Regions from separate parts of the Sus scrofa genome. Here region 1 is linked to region 2. Evidence: chromatin contacts called from public HiChIP or PLAC-seq data. All regions are on one chromosome and are shown on one strand. The core of a region is the stretch at or near the end of the contact, and the rest is flanking DNA. Distances in the headings are between cores, read along the strand shown. Region 1 overlaps RORA (nuclear receptor ROR-alpha). Region 2 has its middle 380 kb from the start of RORA.

The links. HiChIP or PLAC-seq counts read pairs in DNA pulled down with a chosen protein or histone mark.
Region 1: a contact with region 2 is called in an H3K27ac HiChIP or PLAC-seq map of skeletal muscle, with 4 times the contacts expected there. The contact joins two enhancer-like sites. A contact is called at or near these places in 2 of 47 Hi-C or Micro-C datasets (embryonic fibroblasts and skeletal muscle) and 1 of 2 datasets of contacts at active chromatin or transcription factors (skeletal muscle).

The regions. Positions count from the first base shown.
Region 1 is chr1:110,870,470-110,874,577 of Sscrofa11.1, forward strand. The region is part of intron 1 of RORA (nuclear receptor ROR-alpha); the gene reads left to right. Among named protein-coding and RNA genes, the nearest start is that of RORA, 150 kb to the left of the region's middle. Within about 2 kb of position 2,317, at least 1 of the 83 cell types and tissues checked has an H3K27ac peak or open chromatin away from gene starts, as enhancers often do. A contact at or near this core is called in skeletal muscle, where this site is marked.
Region 2 is chr1:110,334,143-110,338,332 of Sscrofa11.1, forward strand. No RefSeq gene overlaps it. Among named protein-coding and RNA genes, the nearest start is that of RORA, 380 kb to the right of the region's middle. Within about 2 kb of position 2,154, at least 2 of the 83 cell types and tissues checked have an H3K27ac peak or open chromatin away from gene starts, as enhancers often do. A contact at or near this core is called in skeletal muscle, where this site is marked.

The DNA.
Region 1 (4,108 bases), core at 1,067-3,566, 540 kb after region 2:
CTGTGCTGGCAGCAGTGTGTTCTGAGGTTATTTGGGTCTGTTCAGATTGGGTTTTTCCTGCACCAACGGATTTTGGACACAGGGATTTCCAGCCTCAGATTCAGAGAGGCTAAGAAACAAATGACCCCCACCCCCCTCGGAACATCTGTAGGTGTGCACGGCTGTGTGTTGGGTGAAGCACCGCTTAGGGCCCAAGTAAGATAAGGAACAGATCTCCTCTGGTCTTTGATACCTCCTGGAATAAGACATTTCATAATCTTGATCTTTCCCTTTGGATTCTGCCTGGAATTTTAATAATGTGGTGACTGTCATTGATGCTGATGTGACTGGTTGAGATGCTTGAAGGGGTGGGGAGGGAAGCTGCGTCGGGCCGCAGGGAGGGGACCCCCGACCTGTCTGCCTGCTGTGGAGGTACAGAGCAAGGATCCCATGGTGAGCCGTCAGGCGCCACCCGCGACTGCCAGCCTCAGCTTTTGCAGCAATTCCACACCTTTTTGAGAGGGGTGCTTTTGTGGTCTGAGATGCTGGCTTCATGTGGAAAGCTAAAAAGGAAGGTTTTGTTTAGCTGGGAGCACTGAAGATATGGGGCACTGTAGGAGTCAGGAGTCTGTGATTCTGCATGGCCCCTTGGGCCACTTACTCACCTTCTCTCCTCCCTTTCCGCACTGGCCAAATGGGTTGGGTTAGAATTCAGGTGCATTCGGGGAACTGCATTCCATCTCTTGGGATAGAACATGATGGGGGATGATAAGAGAAAAAGAATGTATACACATGTATGACTGGGTCACTTTGCTATACAGCAGAAATTCACACAACATTGTAAATCAACTATAAAAAATACAAAATACAAAAAAAAAGAATTCAGGTGCTTTTTAAGCTTGCTAATGATGATACTTTCTGACTCTTTTGATTCATTATTCAACTGACTAAGCAAATTATTTGAAATAATTTGTTTTTGTTTTTGTCTTTTCATAATAATTTGTATTGAAGCTTTTCTCTCATGTGTCTAGAACATCCCAGCCAAAATGAACCTAGAGAAATAATTGGTGGAGCTTTATTTTAGCATTTAAAAAAATAGCTGGGTGTAACTCTTTTTTGGAAAGAGAACCCTCTTGGCCTTGGCCCTTCAGTCACAAGGGGGAGCTGGAAAGACCTCTGTAACTACTGAGATGCACAGCACTTGACAGAATTCTTTCATGTGTGACCATCACAGCAGATCTCTGATGGAACTGTGCAGTATCCCCATGTTGTGGAAATGATGAGGAAATGGTACAGCTGAAATCTAAATAGGAGTCTTCTGGCTCCCAATTTTCTAGAATATTAGTTACTATTCCCAGGGCTAATTCTAAGTAATTATGGATTATAAATCCTGGTTATCTTACTAATCAGGTAGGTTTTTAGCAATTACAATGGTATCCACTCAGTTTCCTTTAAAAAATAAAATAGGAGTTCCCATCGTGGCGCAGTGGTTAACGAATCCGACTAGGAACCATGAAGTTGAGGGTTCGATCCCTGGCCTCGCTCAGTGGGTTAAGGATTCAGCATTGCTGTGAGCTGTGGTGTAGGTCGCAGACATGGCTCGGATCTCATGTTGCTGTGGCTCTGGCGTAGGCCTGCAGCTACAGCTCTGATTCGACCCCCAGCTTGGGAACCTTTATATGCCATGGGAGCAGCCCAAGAAATGCCAAAAAAGACCAAAAAAATTTTTTTTTAAATTAAAAAATAAAAAATAAAATATAGCTAAGAAAGGTATATACACTGAGAAATTATTGAACAGAATCAGTTCAATATTTAGTATCTACAAATATTTAAATATATTTTTTTGGTCCTGAACTTGTAAATAATTTGAAAAATGACTCACACTCCTGCCTTTTTGTTATAGGCTGTATCTAGTTCATTTCCTTTTTCCAAATATAAACCCCTAAAGGTTAGGAGTATTCTTATTTTTAAGGCAATATGGAACAGACAAAGTTAGCCTTTTCAGGTATTTTCATGTCGTCAGGGAAGCTCACCAAGGGAGTGAGGATAAGATGGCCCATTGCCCTTGGGCCTTTAGAAAACATCTCATGGGGGTAACTGCTTTGATTCCCAGCCATGCAGGAGGTAACAGATGTGAGGCTCTCCATGGTGCTTGCCAGAAATATGTATGTAGTGGGGGACAGAACAAGGTCCTTTGAAGATTGGAGAATTCGCTGCCTCTGTGTTCACTTTATTGCTTTCTTCCTGTGCAAAACGTCTCTGGACCCAGAGGGACAGGCACCAGCCAGACAGTGAGGCAAATGACAAGTTGACAAAATGGTTGTAATTCTAGAAGCTGCAGTCCCATCCCAGGCTCTTTATGCTGGGGGTGGGGCTGAAACCAAAGTCTGAAACAGCTCACGGAAGAGCAGGAAGATACTGTTACTAATGGTTGGACTGACCTGAATTCTTGCCATGTTTGTTTACGCCTGATGTTGGCATAAACATTTGAACTGCATCCGCATTAACGCCCCTATCTATCAACGGCAGACTTATTAATTGAAAGTTGGCCAAACTTCGCAACGTACACTCGACCCACTGTGAGTAGGATGGGGAGCTGATGGCATGGTAGAAGGCCCTCAAAGTGACACCATAACCATCTCTGCTTATCCAGAGATGTAATGACACCGGGCACAAGACAGGACAGCAGAATTTGATGCCACATTGGAGCCATGTACTTTCTATTAAGGGCAGGTTTATGCAGTTTTAGACATGGTAGCTATTTGTGTTCATTCATTCATCTTCTAAAAGCAATGGTTACCGAGCACCTGCTCCTGTCCATTATTGAACTAGGAGCTTGGGAGAGAGCCCAGCGTGTGGTTCTGCCCTCCAGTCTCATACAGTCTAGTAGGGGGTGTAGACAAGCACATGGGGACTCGCAAAGGCCAGTGACAGCTGCTGAGATATGGGAAAGCTTAGCTGCTTTGACAGCATCTGGGGTGACTCAGCCTTCCTGTGGCGGAGTGGGAGTTTCAGGGAGAGATGGGAAGGGAGGATCAAGTTGGGCTGAAGGATGAATGGAGGTGAACCAAGGGAGGTTTGCACAGGGTTCAGAGGTAGGAATGTGGAAGTTGGACCAGGTGAAGGAGTTCCCAGCCCTGGGGAAGTAGGAGAGGGAAGCTCTCAGGAGCCAGTGGCTTCCTGAGCTGCCTGCGATGGGCCGGGGTCAGCCAGCTCCCTCCTAGTCAGCTATGTGCTGCCCTTGACCTGACTACGTGCTGGTCACATACTGGCTTCTTTCTGCCCTGTTACAAATACTGTTGTCTCCATTGGCAGATGTGGAAACTGAATCTTCAAGCGGTTAGATAACTGGCGTGCAGTTGCACAGTAAATAAAGCACCAGAGCCAGGTTTCAGGCCAAGTCTGATTCAGAACATGAGCTCCTCAGCACCTCCATCCAGAAGTTCCCTAGCCAGAAAGAGGGAAGCTTGTGCAACCCAAAAAGCCAGTCAATGTTGTCTGGGTATCTCCCAGCCCCAGCGCCCGGCCAGCTCTTTGAGGATGTGGATCCAGGTTATCTTTCAAGTAGCCCTCCCGTCCCAGTGACAGGGCACACCCATACATAATGCTTTCTCAACCAGTGCTTGCTAACTGAAGTGTTTCTCTACCTCTGCTTCCCCTTCCTGTCCTTCTTGTAAGAATTTGGAAGGGATTCAACAACAACATTTGGACTTTGGCATTTTTTACATGGCTCTTCTGAAAATGGGTAGATGACTCAGTAGAAGATGAGCTAGTTGACGTATGAGAAACGGAGCTACTGTTAAGAGACCCTTGAAGTCTTCGTATGCTGCTTGGTTTTGTGAGTGGGATTATAATTGCTCGAGAGGGAGAGAATGTATGCTGCCACCATGGAATGAAATGTCAGGGAAAGAGTTAAACAAACTAGATGAACAAGGTAGAATTGCATCTAAGATCTGGTAATGAAATAAGCTGCTTACAGCTCTTAAATTGATCTATTAATAAGTTTCTATGTTACCGCTTTTAAAAAAAGTGAATACCTTCTACGTGAGAATTTGAAGACACTGTCTAAATGAATTGTTGGCATCATTCCTGATACTTAGGGTCCATAAGCCCTTCAAGGTTATAGTCA
Region 2 (4,190 bases), core at 904-3,403:
CAGGGAACAGCTAAGGAATACACCCAATGACTGAAGAGACATTGTCATAAGGATTGATGTCTAGCAGTAGTAACAGACTTGTGAAGATAAAATTACACATGCATTCCTCTGCGTTTCTTCTGAAAACAAAAGGCTGGAGTACAAAAGAACCTTTCAAGCAAACCCGAAACATAAGTTCAAGTACAGTCAAGGATAAACCAACGTATTCAACTAGTTCAGGTACTTCATCATTGAAGACAAATTTACCATGACCGACTCTTCTTTAGGGTAACTGTTGGTTGTGTAAGACGAAACTCCAAGTGCCACAATGGAGGAGTAGCCATAGGTCAGTATCTATGAATTGTTAGCTGCACTTCACTTTTATAAAGATCCATTCACAGAACACCTGCAGAGAGTTCCCAGAAGATCTGTATTAACAGGCTATACCCAGAGACATCTTCTGCCAACAACCACCGTAGGCAAACTTTCCCTTAGGTGACTACTTATGGAAGTGGATATTAGCCTCTTCTGAAAGAATAAGAATTTATTCTATAGAATCATGAAAAGTAAGGGCATTGGTACCCTTTGGTTAAGACCCGGACCAGTTATGCAATCAGATTGTTTGGGGCACAGGTGACACATTTAAGGTGTTGTCTACAGAACTGTGAGGAGTTTCTGAGTTTGGAACTTATTCCTCCTGTGAATGCCTACCTGTAATCTGAACACCTGGAGCATACACATGACATTTTGAATTGTGCTACCTGACTTTGCTTTAAAAAGCTACACTCTCCCATTGTGACAATACTTCCAACTGGTTAAGCACATCTAACTTGGAATGAGTGGGATTGAATGACTGCTTCAAGCATAGTATTCTACTTCTTGTCTACATTCTGCCCTAGGCATCCCATTTCCGTTGGAATGACAGTCTGGGGCATTTGAAAAAGTTGTGGTGCCTTGTTGCATGTCATTGGTCCCCTAATCCAAGGGTTGTTGTCATTGCCAGATAGTATTGCTTGTGGAAAGATAGGACACGGTCTTTGAAACTAACGGACTACATTTTGCTGAATAACTTTTTCCTTGTTTTATTTACCCCCAATAAGGATAATTTTGAAATACTCTAAAAATAATTATATTGGATACAACTTTCCTTTTGGAACTGAACTGAAATAACCATGTCAAAAGCCAACAAACAGATGGTAAACTTTCTGTTTCTGCTGACTTGGGCTAGATTTTTCTGAAAGCAGATGAGGGGTTTCATGCCCTAAGATCTCAGTGTCTTCCGGTACCTCTCAACTGCAACAGATTCGGGTCATTCACCGAAGACCCATATTTATTTCTAATCTACATAATCTCAGTGTTATTTCACTGTTTAATTACTGTAAATGACTGACACCAGGAGTGCTGAAACATGAACCTGAATCTATGGAAAACTCTTAAATTCTGGTGTTAATGAGCCCAACATCATTTCTGATTTTTTTCTCAGACTTTGTTTCTGTTTCATGGTGTTGGGTCCTGTAAGCTCTTAGTGTTTGTTTTCCTGGATGATTTCAGAACCATATACTGCTTATAAGGTAAGCTAAAAGTCTGTCAGGTCTGTATGCTTGTGGCTTCAGTTTTCGTAGTTCCTGGGCAGACCAGAGGTAGTTCATGACATCCTTTCTGATTCTTTCTTTCCATCCTGATGTTGGCTCTTTCTCTCAGGGCTACTGTCCCTCCGCAACTCAACATCATTGATTTAAGACATTCTGTTCGGTGTTTGCTAGACAGGTTCATGTTTCTATCGTAATCCTTGTTCTGACTATCTTGTATATGATGGGATGATAGATCCCTCCTTTTTATTTTGAAGATGAGGAAGACTCAAGTTTGTTAAGGTGGTAACTTGCAGAGTCAAGACTGGAGTATGGAGGCTTTGAAACCAAAGCATCTGATGGTGGCTCCTGAGAGCAACATTTATAAGCAAAGGACAAGCTCTTCCTCATGACCTATTTGTTTTCATTCCCCCACCCCACACCCACTGGGGATTGACCTTCACTGTTCTCTTCACAGCCTCAATCCTATCGGTCCTTAAAACTCCAATAATAGCTTAGTCTCTGCCATAAGCCTTTCCACCTCCTCGTCTCTCTCCCTCTTTCTGTGTGTGCGTGTGTCTCTCTCTTTCATACTTAAATCTTTTACTTCAGCCCCAGTCTCATGATCTCCTCCTCAGCCATCCTCTGGTTTGAGGGGAGGGGCAGGGAACATGATGCTGGCTGTCTGGATTGACTTGCCCAAGTCTTAGGAACGCCCCATGTCTGTTTCCACACCCCTAGTCCAAGCCCAGCAGACCCCAGAAAGAATGGCTCAGATGCCAATGGGAGTTCCCGTTCCTCCCAGTAGAGTCCCAGCTTCCAGAAACTGGATGAAACTGGGCAGGAACAACCCCTTACACCCTCGACCTTAGACCCACAAAGTTTGCTACTTTGTAGGAAATGCTCTCCTGCCTTCAAGTGTTGTGCTCTAAAAAGTCAGAGAGGGTTGCAAGAAGCCCTACTTAACCCGCACAGACCGCTTGTCTCGGTGCCGTTTCGCTGAGCCCTTGGTTATTTTTACTCTCTCCAAGCTTCTTCCCATTCTTCAGGTGCTGGGCGAAGTGGCGTTCATTTGGCTTTGCTTCTGACACAAGATAAACGAGCTTGGGGCCCTCGGCGATTCACTCTGGCTGCCAGGGGGTTCCAAAATAGCAAACTATTTTTCATAACAGCAACGTGATATGAAGGGAGATGCAGCAGGTGCATTCAGATTCCCCATCGCTGTCTGGGGCGCGTGGTGGAGGGAGAGGATTCATTAAAGTTTGTGCTTGTGTCCAGGAAAAAGAAGGGCCCCCTCTCACAGTGGCCATTTCCCTTTGGCTGGGTCAAGGTCTCGCCTCCTGAAGGCGTATCTCGTCCTTGGCCAAGGTGGAAGTGGAATAAAACAGCAGCCCGGGCACCCCCCAAAGAGTTCTGTGCCTTTTTTTTCCCCTTTCCTTGTAGCAAGATAAGGTTACGGATGTGAATATCTACTGAGCATTTTTTTTTAACATGATCTTGTGTGTTAAGCAAAAGAGCAAGATTTCTTAAAAGTTTCAAATATTTGACATTTTAGTTCATTAAATGTGCGGTCATTTCAGAAAGTTTAAAGGGTAAATTTCTTTTCTGTTCTCCCTGTTTCCACCGATGTAAAGGTGAAAGATCAAACTGACATCGCCTCAGTGAGCTTCTCTCTCATGCTCTCAACTCATTAGAAAAAAGCTTCTACTTTCACAGCACTAGTCAGTAATAAAAAGTTGGTCCCCAGACCTCCATCTAATGCTTTCCCCTTATCCCCCATCATGAATTATGCACATGTTTTTAGGGTGGAAATTATAATAAAGCAAAGAGTATTTTAATTTCTATTTGCATGTACTGTGAGTTTCTTTTTGATGTTTCTCCCCTCATCAAGTTAATAGATCTTCCTGCTTGGAAATGAACTAAAAATAAATTGAAGTATATGTTAGAATAATAATAATAATAGGAGCTTTCCAAAATTGAAGTGAGGCTAGGGGACACATTTTTTGGTAGAAATGTCCAGAGTCAGGGCCAGAGCACAAGCAAGCAAGTACTATAAGCACTAGCTACGTGCTAGTGAGCTGTAATTGAGTGTGGAAGGCACTGCATTCTGTCTTATAATACATCTTAATTTAAACATTTCTTTTCCCAGGGGACCACTGGGTATGTGGTGCATGAATAAATAAATGCCATGACTTATTTTGAAGGTCCCAATCATAATACAATTATATGCATTGCAAATTTTCATATGCTACTTTTAGTTTCTAGGCTTTTTTTTTAAATTATTAAACTGAATTGCACGAAGAGTTTTATAAACCTCAACCCAGCCACAAAAATGGAGTCAGAGAGATTAGTCGAACTGGACAGCAGAATCTCCTCCATTGTAAGCTTCCTTCCATCAGAGAAATAGGGACTGCATTTTACATGATGTTATACTAATTACTGGCTTGGCTCAGTCAGGCCGAGAAAGATTGGGCAGAGAAAGAGAAAGTTGTGACTCTCTCTTATTGTCTTGTCTTGCTGGATTTTAGAGACCATTTCTCTTCTCAAATCAGCAGTAGCTCCTGATCCTACCAGAGAAAAATAATACATTTTTCCTCCTTAAGTACAGCATTTTCTTTCTTCAGGTCACTAAGATCCATTTGC